Linked DNA regions of Zea mays: region 1 is linked to region 2. Evidence: chromatin contacts called from public Hi-C data. All regions are on one chromosome and are shown on one strand. Each heading gives the region's core, a stretch centred on a gene start, on an enhancer-like site or on the middle of the called end of the contact. The rest is flanking DNA. Distances are from core to core; before and after follow the strand shown.

The links. Hi-C and Micro-C count contacts between places; a contact is called where the count stands out from the background.
Region 1: a contact with region 2 is called in a Hi-C map of endosperm, with 4 times the contacts expected there. The contact joins the promoter of LOC542418 here to the promoter of LOC100384840 in region 2. A contact is called at or near these places in 3 of 25 Hi-C or Micro-C datasets (bundle sheath, ear and endosperm).

The regions. Positions count from the first base shown.
Region 1 is chr3:48,156,321-48,162,678 of Zm-B73-REFERENCE-NAM-5.0, forward strand. It overlaps LOC542418 (beta-5 tubulin), which reads right to left and starts at 3,108. Exons shown (of 4, transcript NM_001111988.1): 1 at 3,067-3,108; 2 at 2,154-2,568; 3 at 1,195-1,464; 4 at 1-879. The coding sequence starts at 2,547. The coding sequence ends at 206.
Region 2 is chr3:47,874,814-47,881,037 of Zm-B73-REFERENCE-NAM-5.0, forward strand. LOC100384840 (Retrovirus-related Pol polyprotein LINE-1) reads right to left here and starts at 3,173. Exons shown (of 4, transcript NM_001322360.1): 1 at 1,060-3,173; 2 at 1-50. The coding sequence starts at 3,111.

The sequences.
Region 1 (6,358 bases), core at 1,858-4,357, 280 kb after region 2:
AAATAATGAAATACTCGTCACATATGCCATGGCTGGCATATCAAGCAGTGCAGGTGAACAAAGTCTTTGTGGTAGCATACAGCATGCTACGCACGAAAGTACTACTACATACCGCATAACTTGAGCGAATACAACAAGCAAACCATAGGCAAGCCCCGGAATGAAAGGAAACAAGGGTACAAATGTGGCAGGGCCCAAACCACCCTTACTCGTCTTGGATGGCCTCCTCGTCCTCGTATTCCGCCTCCTCATCAGCAGTGGCATCCTGGTACTGCTGGTACTCGGACACCAGATCGTTCATGTTGCTCTCAGCTTCGGTGAACTCCATCTCATCCATGCCCTCACCAGTGTACCAATGCAAGAAAGCCTTCCTCCTGAACATAGCAGTGAACTGCTCGCTCACACGGCGGAACATCTCCTGGATGGACGTGGAGTTGCCAATGAAGGTGGAGGCCATGGAGAGGCCACGCGGAGGGATATCACAAACACTGGACTTGACGTTGTTGGGGATCCACTCCACAAAATAGGACGAGTTCTTGTTCTGGACATTAATCATTTGCTCATCAACCTCCTTAGTGCTCATCTTGCCACGGAACATGGCAGAGGCTGTGAGATAACGACCATGGCGTGGGTCAGCAGCACACATCATGTTCTTGGCATCCCACATCTGCTGGGTTAGCTCAGGGACAGTGAGCGCACGGTACTGCTGCGAGCCACGCGAGGTGAGTGGCGCAAAGCCAACCATGAAGAAGTGGAGCCGAGGGAACGGGATCAGGTTGACTGCAAGCTTGCGCAGGTCAGAGTTAAGCTGTCCTGGGAAGCGGAGGCAGCAAGTGACACCACTCATCGTTGCACTGATCAAGTGGTTCAAGTCTCCAACTGTTCAGAAACAAAATGTCAGAAGTATTCAAGAATTTCAAAATACTAAATGACAACATGGTTTCTATAAACAATAAGCAAAATCATTGATTGAAATCTGGTACAGATCAAATGACAGCTTGTTTTTTTATTTATTTCGGCAGCCATGTATATCTAATCTGCTAACAATACGAATAAATAAAAGCTCAATGAAATTATTGGGCAAAAATATATTGTGGCAAAGCCATCATAGGAATATAAATCTTGTGACAATGCATATCGCAAATAACACATTTTGAAAACAGGAAAATTAAACTTGAGCTTAAATCAACTTACAGCTAGGGGTCGTCAGCTTCAGAGTTCGGAAGCAAATGTCATAAAGTGCTTCGTTGTCAAGAACCATGCATTCATCAGCGTTCTCAACCAACTGATGGACAGACAGGGTTGCATTGTATGGCTCAACAACAGTGTCTGACACCTTGGGCGAGGGAAAGACAGAAAATGTCAGCATCATCCGATCAGGGTACTCCTCTCTGATCTTTGAAATGAGAAGCGTGCCCATTCCAGATCCAGTGCCTCCTCCAAGGGAATGGCAGACTTGGAAGCCTGATTACAGCAAGTTAAGAAAAATAGTGAGACTAAGGACACCTGAATGTTACCATCATAGTAAACCTGTGCACAAACCAAATAGAGACAACCTAAATTTGTTCTCTCACAAAAGAGAAGGGCAATGTGTGGTCCAATATCACATAAGAAAATACCTATTGCGGGTGTCAATCACATATCCCTCATGACACTTTTGAAGTCTTTCATATATGAAATCAATCAAACAGGGTCAGACTATAAACAATATGTGTAGAAAACCTAATCCTTGTCGATGCAGTTCATTTGTAGTTAAAACTAATACAAATCAATATTGGTGAAGAAACTCATGTGCCATGTGACTGCAGTTAACAGTAAAAATAACAATCTGGTGGCCTAAAATGATGAATCCTACAAGTACCGTAGGACAAGGGATAAATGGGCAATTATATTCAACAATATAGAATACAAAGGCTTATCAGATGCAAATACTGGCCAACAACCAAGTGACCACCAATTAGAAGTAGAATAGAAAGCAAGCATGCTTGTGGCTAAATAATCGTGCCTTCCAAGAGTAATAACAGCATAAAGTTGAGTGCTCTCATCACATCTAACACACATCAGAGCAATCACATAAGCATAATTAACAGTACACTTTCAGGTCAAAAGGCAAACAACAGCAAGCATTTCAGTATGATAAAAACGAAATGAACCTTGGAGGCAGTCGCAGTTCTCAGCCTCCTTTCTGACAACGTCAAGCACGGAGTCAATGAGCTCTGCGCCCTCTGTGTAGTGGCCCTTGGCCCAGTTGTTCCCCGCGCCAGACTGTCCGAAGACAAAGTTGTCGGGGCGGAAGATCTGGCCGTACGGTCCGGTGCGGACGCTGTCCATGGTGCCAGGCTCGAGGTCCATGAGCACAGCGCGCGGCACGAAGCGGCCGCATGAGGCCTCGTTGTAGTAGACATTGACGCGCTCGAGCTGGAGGTCGGAGGTGCCGACATAGCGTCCGGTGGGATCGATACCATGCTCGTCGCAGACGACCTCCCAGAACTTGGAACCGATCTGGTTACCGCACTGGCCGCCCTGGATGTGGAGAATCTCCCTCATGGCTGGATCTAAGGCCGGTAGCTGCAGGTGGGAGGGGAGCTGAAGGGTGGTTAGAAGCGAGAAAATGATGGGGACATTGCTCCCAAACAGGAGTGGAGAACCAGATCCATGGAGGAATAACAAGCACCAGCACAGAAACCAATCAAATCCGGGAAAAACAGGGAAATGAGGAACAGCTTGAGATCTACCTGAAATTCTACGAACAAAACCAAAACACCCAAATCCCGAAATAGGAACCGAGAACTTCTAGGATCCCGAAATGGCAACAGGATTCATGATTTGACAATCAAACGCCGAACCTAAATTTGGAGTGGTGCAGATCTAAGCAAACCGCAACACCCAACAAAACCTAACACCACCGGCGAATACATCGACGCAAACCTAGCCCCAAAATTCAAACCTAACAAAACGGAACCTAAAAAACGAAATCAGCTACCACCAGACATAAATCCCCCACGCGGACACTAAACATAATCCGAATTAGACGCAAGCAACAAGGATTCCACGCCGCATTTTTACCTCACAGAAGCGAGTCGGCCGTCCAGAATAGGGAGAGCGAGGAGAGGAAGGTGGTGTGGTAAATGAAATGAGCGAGTGCCCAGAAAGGGGGCGGATTTTATAGTGGGCGCGGGGGGGCTAGGGCACCGGATCGGGCGGCCCAGTCGCGTTCCCTCCAAAGCACCGTCGGCCGCCGGGGTCATCCGATCGTTCCCATCAGACGGCCGGCAGCGTCCGGTTCGAAAACGGCCCGTTGGGCACTTGGATTTTGAAATTTTTCGGGTGTCCGCTTCCCGGCCAGGAAAATGACGGTGTTGCCCGGGCGCGTCTCGACGTTTGTTTGCTTCTGGTTTGCCGGCGTGGGAGTAGGGATGGCAATTTTACCCGCGGGTTCGGATATCCGCTGGATATCCGACCCGTCAGGTTCGGTTTCGGGTACAATATTTCACCCGCGGGTCTTACCTGTACCCGACCCGAGGTAACATCGGGTCGGGTTCGGATACTGTACTTTACCCGCGGGTCCTCCGTGGATATCCGAAAATATGTAAATATGAGCCAATTATAGCCCAACTGTAGGCCCAACTTCAACTAGCCTAGCCCGCATAGGCACAGTCGGCCAGCCGCACTCCGTCTCTAACCTAGGGCAGGCCATCGGCGGATCAGCCACACCTCAGTCCCTCGACCTGTGACCTGCCCAGGCACCCACTGCCGCCAACCTCGAACGGTCTCACTGAGCCTGGAGCCGCTGACTCACCCAGTCGCCTTGGGTCCATTTCGCACTTGCTGGTCCGCACGGTCAGGAGCACGAGCACGCCCGCACGGCAGCAGGCAACAGCCAGATGACACCCAGCCAGACGGCAACAGTCGCAAGGACAGCCAGCTCACAACACATGTGTAGTAGTTTGATTTATTTGTATATGATATATTAGTGTAAAGTCTAAACGCTATGTCAAATGTGATTTTATGTAGCTATATATGAGTGTCAACAAAGAGTTATGTGTCCCTATGTAGCAGTTTGATTTTTTGTGTAAAGTGTAATTATACCCGCGGGTATCCGATACCCGCCCGATACCCGATAGGTACGGGCACGGGTACAAAATCCTACCCGCGGGTATAGTCACGGGCGGGTATAAGTAATGCCCACGGGTATTGTCGCGGGCGGGTATTTACCATACCCGATCCGAACCCGACTCGTTGCCATCCCTACGTGGGAGTATGGGCTGTCTCGTTCTGTGTACATCAGTACATGGCAATTCTTTTTCCCGCGTACATCAGGCCAGCGGTCAATCCCGCTAGCTTCGGAAATAGAGTTAGGTTATAAGAGCGTTTCCAACAACACTCTATATACGTATATGTATACTAAATTTAGAGAACGGTGACGTATATAATCCCTCAAAAAGTGTGATTTGGTACTTCGGTTACGACAAGACAACCGAGGGCGTAACAAGCTCACTCCTCCCTGAAAGGACCCTTCATCATCGCCAAGATGCTAAAGCCAGGGACGTGCAAGCTCTGCAACGAGGAAGGAAAAGTCTACAGCAATGCATAGAAAATAGAACAGCTATATCGCTTATATCCTTAGGCATATGGCTGAATTGTACTATTCTCATGATTAGTAAAGTATAGCTTTCAAGGGAGGATTGGCCTTGCTTTCAATACAAGACTCCCTCGGGGGCTAGTAGGGGGAGCCCCTCCTCTGTGTTGTTTTTTCTCGCAGTTTTAAAAAAACATGTTTCGTACCCTCGCCCTAGTCATAACGTGAAACCCTCAAGAACAAGGGACATCCCGATTAGGAATGATAGCCGAGTCGCGGGAATACCTATGCCTCAAGGATACGGTTTCCTCACTCACGATTCCCTTCCTAAAAGGTAATTCACGTTCTAACGAGGACACCACAGTAAGACAGAGCAACATGCACAAAAAAGCAGGAAAATTACACACCATGCAAATAGAACTTTAAAAATTAAGTTCTCGGTACGATTTATACAAATTCAAATTTTCAAAACCCCGCGGGGCAGGGGTCGGGCCTATGCGGTCGGAGGAGGGAGGACGTCACCCTCGGCGTCACCAGGGGGCACGACGGTAGGCGACGGCGTGGGCGAAACCACCTCGGCCTCAAAGTGGCGCGCCAGCGAAGACCCTGGCCCCTCGGCGGCACCAACAAGCCTCCGCATCTCGGCATCGGCAAGGTCAGGCTCGTCGGGGAGAACGTAGCCCTCGCACACCAGCTCGAGATCTATCTCGTAGTGGGAGGCGACCATGGCCAACGCTCGCTTCACCCCAAGGTGAACAGCCTCGCGGAGTTCACCATGTAGGTAGCCATTTAGGGCTCGCATACGGCTCCACGAGGCCCGCCCTGGGGACGTCCACCACGTCGAGGTCCTGAAGAAACTCCTCCACTGCGTCGGACATCTCCTTCAGCTCAGCCACCTTTTGGTCCACGGTCTGGGATAGCATCCGGGAAGTCTGAGCAACGGTCTCTAGATCCTTCTCGAGCCTTGGAAGGAGGACGGAAGTATTGAGCCGTGGTCAGAAAAAAGAGATTAGACCAAATAAAACGAGACTTCAACAAAATACCTCCCACTCGGGCCTTCAAGGCTCAACCTCCAGGTGCTTGGAGAGGGAGTCGATGCAGAGGGAAGCTTCGGCGACCTGACGCCGAGACTCGTCCCGCTCCGCCACCACCGCCTGAAGGTTTCCCTTCAGCAGCCGCATCTCTTCTTGCCGCAGGTCCGCCTCTGCCTTCAGGCGGCGGACCTCCTCCGCCAGCAGGGGCACCTTCGCGTGCTCGGCCACGGCCTCATCCTTTAGTCTGCCATACAGCGATGTCAAGTCTACCATCTCGGCGCTCTTCAGCGCCAGCTGCTCGTTGGCATGAAGCGGCATGGCCCGATGGCACAGCAACGCGACCTAGATGTCTCGTTCGTGGCGAACGAAGATCAACTTGGCCATGAATTTCGCCATGACGTCCTGCAAAAGAAGAAATTCACATCATCACACCACCAAAAGCGAAGGATTCCTAGCATAGATAGGCACCACCCTTACCTGAGTCATCACCCGGAGCTCCGCCCACATCTCCCGCTCCCGGTGTCATCGAGGACGAAGTACGGGTTGCCCTCGGTGGACATCTAGGTCAGGGCTGACCCTCCCAATATGAAGAGGTGCGGCGCAGCGCGAACGAGGTCACCATCAGCCCCTGAGAGAGGAGCTGGATGATGTACTCCTCGAACGGCTCCATGAGTGGCTCTGAGGGACCGACCTCCTCGGCAACCCCCGCCCTAGAGCTCGGCTTAGCTTCGAGGGTATCAGGGAT
Region 2 (6,224 bases), core at 1,923-4,422:
GCCTTCAAATCATCATGCACCTCATCTTCCAACTCAAGCTGGCTCATGCCCTATGACAACAAAAATAGCATGCTTTAATAACTGAAAGAGCAAATGTGAAAGCCACACTAGAAGTGGCAAGGTGTCGTGCAAACCAAGACAACACCAGACTTAGGCCATGAATTGCATTGTCATAACATTAAGAGCATACCTTAGTCACACCACACATGAACAAATTTGTGGTCAACTTGTGTGTCTACCTTTACATGCAATTTACCTAACATCACTGGGACAACTGCTCAAAAACATTATTTGTCTAATTGGCTTTCTCCCTACCCCAGAAAACGTGATTTTCCTTTTCCGAATAAAAAAGTTAAATACTATATTACCTCTTGAAAGATCAACATGACTTGAACTATGGACCAGAAGTTCAAATAAAATAGACCATGAAATTCAATGGAACTACACCAGAAAGTTCGAGCATACAAACATTGACCATACAATGCAAGCATTGCACACCATAAAATCACAAGAGCATGAAAAAACCTTGTTCAAGACTGTTTACAGAACAACCATTGCATGACACGACAATGCAAGCGAAGAGAGATAAATGTGTGTCGGACGTGACAAATTATTGCTTCAATTTCATTCAGGGAGTGGGGAGATTTCATACAGGTTACTGTTTATAGACTATAAGTTGACATACTCTTAAAGGCCACCAAAGGCCAAATAGAAATGTTAAAAACATAAAAATAGGTTGTAACTTGTAAGACGATGTAGGAACACAAACTACAGATTCGGATGCTTTTATCACTAGTGTAATATCCCTTTATAAACTTTTTTTAGCTGTAAAGTAAATGAAAAGGAGTTCATTGCTTTCAGATGCAGCATGGAGTAGCATTTTATATTCTAGATAATAAAAATTTACTTCTGGTGACATCAACAAATTGGCAACAGCACTAAGGGAATCATCATTATAATGCACTACTGAGACAACATTATCTAAAACTAATATCGGTTCAACAAAGAAAATAGTGGTATTTCGATAAGTGAAAATGCAACAAGAGTTATTTTTCTTACCTTCCTGCTCTTCAGGTGGTAAAAATCAATAAGATCATCTGGCTGGGCATGAGAGATCTGTGCCTTTGCCTTCATCTCCTCTGTCTCCCTGAACTGCTTCTCAGCAAGCATTTTCGCAAAGCTCTGTCTGCATGACTGCAACCAAATCTTCCTGACATCATCACCAGTATTGCAAAGCAATCTCACACACAGCACAATCCTATCATATGAATCATTATCAATTGGGTGGGGAAGGTAAGAAGACTGGCCCAGCTGCAGAATCGATGTCATGATCAGCAATGCTCCAGTGCAAGCCTTGTTTGACTCAACCTTAGATGGCTGCACTTCTTCCAGCCTCAGCACAAGCTTGGCCAGGGTACATGCAACAACAGCAGCCAGAAAGAAATCACCTGATAGAATGAGTGATCTGAGGTTCAGGGTTGATGCCAATGACCCAGGAGCAACTGATGGAGTCAAAATGGTCTCAGTAGCAGCGCTTTGTGTGGCATAAGTGCCATCTGCAAGAACAACAGGCCGCCTGGAAGATACAGTGACAGAGTTCACCACTGCCTTGGCTGGCTTAGCAGAATCAGTTGCCTCCCCTTCATCAGATACAGTGTAGAATGGTAGATCCCCAAGACATTGTTTAATGGTAGCAATGGCACTTTCAACCTCTGATAGAGAGAGGGAGTACTCCCCAAGAATCCAGAGAGCACATGAGCAGACCCGGGATGCTCGAATCTGGTAGAATGTATCAATTAGCCTCTGGATCATGGAAACACGCAGCTTTGGATTGGTCTCAATGATCTCACGTACAAACAGAACAACATCAACAGCTGCAGCAACATTGGTGTCTCCAAGGAAGTCCATAAGGAGGTGTACTACAGACCCAGCCACCTCTGAGTACTCAACAGCACAGGCATGGATGGCCTGCACCAGCATCTGACGGTACTCGCCACCCTTCTCGAGGTCTCCAGCTTGCGTCTTGACCACCTCCTTCTTGAGATAAAGCACCACCTCCTCAACATTACGCGGGGTGAGCAGATCGAGAACTAAATCAAGAACCTTTCTCTTGACATCTAAGTTGGGGCTGGCCAGTGCACGAAGCACATCCATTACCACCCCCACCATGACATCCCGGTGCAAAGTGTGCAGCTCGTTGAGGCGATCCAGTAGAATGAGCTTCACATTGTTGTCACTCTGCGAAGAGAGCAACTGGCAGTAGGTGTTGGCAGCGGCTCGCACTGCCGTGGGTGCTGAAGAGAGTGACACCAGCGCGCCAGCACATTCATAAACAACCGCTGTGCTGGGCGTGGAGAGCAGCGAGGTAATGATGGTGATATACCTTCCCTTGTTGGCACGGTTCTGGGATCGGCAGACCTTGCGGATGAGATCCACAACGGCCATCTGCAGTAGATCGGGCCACTCAGCAACCCGGTCGGCGTTTGAGAGCAGGTAGGCGACAGCGCGGTCCTGTGCACATGCACAGAGCATGAGGAATGCGTTCCTCCGCGCGGACGCGTCCTGCTCAGATGCGAGGAACCGCTCGACGAGCTCCGGCGCGTCCGGGATGAGCTGGTCCCCATGCGGGAGGCGGTAGATCGCGGATACGGAGGAGACAGCGTGTCTCCTGATGAAGTGGTGCCTGTGCTCGAGGTTCGCAAGCACGGACGGCACGAGCGGCTCGAGCACCTCGGGCTCGGAGAGCCTGCAGAGGAACCGCAGCGTGACGCCGCGGATGTACTCGTTGGGACTCTGCAGGTTGTTGCGGAGGTTCTGGCAGATGAGGATCATCTCCGGCAGGGCGCGGCCGGCCGGATCCCGGCGGTCGATGATCTCGAGGTAGAGGAGGAGGAGCTTCTGCACGGTGTGGTCCTCGGAGGGGAGCACGTAGCGGACGATGGTGATGAAGAGCTGCGGGAGCGTCTCGCCGTTTAGGAGGAGCGAGATGGCGCGGCGCATGGCGTCGGCCTTGGCGGGGCCATCGCTGCCCTCCAGATCCGCCTTGATCTCGTTCGCCATCGCGGCCGAGCCCTTGTCGAAGTGGACCAGGAGAGAGCATGGCTTCTCCATGGCGGCCGCGGCGGATCTGCGGCGGGAGGAAGCGGCTGGATCCGCCGGAGGCAGCCGCGGATCGGGATCTGGGAGGAGGGGGAGGAGAGAGGGAGAGTGAACGGTGAGATGTGGGTCTTCTCTTTCCGTCGGTTTTAAGGTTTGGACATTTGGTGCGCCTTGTTCGTTCGTTCGTTGGCAAAGAGGGTGGTGATCTTGGGCCGACAAAACGGAATTAACGTTTTGAGGACTGAGCAATCTGGCCGCGAATCCCTCTCAATTCGCCATGAGCGTGGAGGACCGGATCACTCGCACAACTGGCGCAGGTATCACGATCCACAAAGGCCCATCTCAATTCGCACTAGCCTTCCATGTGATCCGGCCCGAAGACGGCTCACCAGTCACGAGTAGAACATTCAGCCGATGGCTAGGCCAGTCGCCCAGCGGCTTTGCTGCTTCGACCTGGAAAAGCGCAAGGCCATCGACGAGGAGGTCGTAAAGCTCTTAGCCACAGGATTTGTAAGAGAAATACACCACCCAATGTGGATTGTGAATCCTAAACTTGTTAAGAAGAAGAATGTGAGCTGGAGCATGTGTGTTGACTACACAAGCCTTAATAAGGCATGTCCCAAAGATCATTTTCCTCTCCCACGCATCAACCAGATCATAGACTCCACCACCGGGTGCGAGCTCCTTTCCTTCCTGGATGGCTACTCGGGCTATCACCAGATCACCATGAAAGCGACCGACCAACATGCCACCACCTTCATCACTCCCTTCAGAACGTTCAGCTACGTATCCATGCCCTTTGGATTGAAGAATGTCGGGGCCATGTACCAGCGTTGCATGCTCCAGTACTTCACCGACCAAGTCAGGCGCAGCGTGGAAGTCTATGTTGATGACATTGTTATGAAGACCAATAAGTACGGTGACCTCATCACCGACCTAGAGGAGACATTTGCCAACCTTCGAAGGTTTCAGATCAAGTTGAACCCTGAGGAGTGTGTCTTCAAGGTCCCTAAGGGTAAGTTCCTAGGTTTCATGGTCTCTGACCGTGGGATCGAAGCTAACCAAGACAAGATAGAGGCCATCCAATGCATGGGCCCCATCCAGAACTTCAACGGAGTGCAGCGACTAATCGGATGTGTCGCTGCGCTCAGCCAGTTCGTCTCTAGGTTCAGAGAGAAGGGCATGCCCCTTTACAGACTCCTTAGAAAAAGCGACCATTTTTCTTGGACTGTTGAAGCCCAGGAGGCCCTCAATCGGATAAAGGTGTTCCTAACCTTGTCGTCGGTCTTAGTTGCGCCTGACCCAGGTGAAACCCTCCTCTCTATGTTGCAGCCACAACCCAGATGGTCAGCATTGTGCTAGTGGTGCAAAGAGAGAACTAGGGCCACATACTCAAGGTATAGAGGCCCGTTTACTTCGTCAGTGAGGTGCTGATCGAGTCCAAGATTCGATACCCTTAGATCTAGAAAATTGCTCTATGCAGTCCTCATCGCCAAGTGAAAGTTGATCCACTACTTCGATTGACACCCTATGTCGGTGTTTTGACCCAAGGGTCCTAATTAACTAGTAAATTTGTGTTACGTGCCCTTGTCTTGGATGGGTGATGCAAGAAGACACATATGGTTTATCCTGGTTCAGGCAAGAGAAGGCCCTACATCCAGCGGGGGAGGGAGACTTGTATTATCTTACACCTAAGTGCTCGTAGTAGGGGATACAAGCAAGTCGAGAGAGGGAGGGAGTCCCAAGTCTCTGAGTATGATTGAGGCTAGTGCTGATATTAGGAGTGGAGTGAGTAGTGAGTGGTGAAGCGTCCCCCTTTTGTAGAAGGCCCCAGGATCCTCCTTTTATAGTCACAAGATGAGGCCTAGGTGTACAAGGGTTGTTTGCTATTGTTATGGTTAGAGGATGTAACACCTCTGGTATTACGAGAACTAAAACTTGGGCATGACATCATGTGCACTAGCATTACATTGTGTATGATATACCTAGAATGCATCCACTAGGCTAAAATCTCAAAACAAAACATTGATGTGATGTCTGTGTGATGATATGATCTGGTAAGGAGATTCTTAACCCTAGGTTGGAGTGCCTCTCTCCAAGGACTAGAAGTATGTGACTTTATGTGGTAAACACTAAGGAGTGATCTTACCAAGTTGGTGGATTTGTTCAAAGAATAATGATTTAGAGAGAGATTAAGCACTTAATGTACCCTAGGACACTCAAAACCCTAATTTGGAGCCCAAAAACCCTAATTAGTGCCCAATGGGGTGATTTCAAATTTTCTGCACTTTTGCCAAAAGTGTATATATCAAGTAATAGAGTAACAAAAACTAAGCAACTTTTATATTTTGAGATTTCCAAGTTTTGTGGTGAAACTTGGAGTAATCTACAAAAGTGCATGAGCAACCCTAACTTTGAACTCTGAAAAATAGTGATAAGGAGCCAACTTTCGGCTCTTGTATCTCTTAATCCAAAAGGGATTTGTTATAAGTCATTATGGCAAATTTGTAGAGCTACTATAGTAGTCCAAATTTGATTAAGTGACTTAGCTCAAGAATTGTGTGAAATTTGGAGAAAAATGCCCTAGAAGTCGGGCTGTCAATCGAAGGGAAGTCTGAATCTAGACTAACAGTGGCCTTGGCCTAACTTTGGAGCCAAATTATGACTAATCCAATCAAGTTTAGATCAGGATCACTGTGAAAAAGTTAAAAACTATATATAGGAGAACAACTTTGCTGAAAAATTGAAGTATTTCACCCCCAAAGTTGCTCTGTCAGGCACCCTGGATGGAGTTCGACATTGTACAGTAACTGAACATGATCACAGGTTCAGTGAACCTTACCGCCGGTGATCTGCACGCCGTGATCCGAGCCTGCCACAAAGGTTTGTGCTCGGTTCGAGTGAAATATCAATGTGGAGGGTAAAAAGATTGTTGGGGTGAAGTTGGGCCCTGGCGCAAGCCTGCCATAGCACCCCTTACCGGTGTTATGGCCGTGGGATCGCCGTCGATGATCTCTTGGTTCTCTCTGTTGTGCCACATTATGCTTCAATTATTGCTCCACAGTAGTCGTGGTCGTCGTCGAAAGGCACCCCTGAGTCATTGGGTCACCTGTGCGCCACGGTAG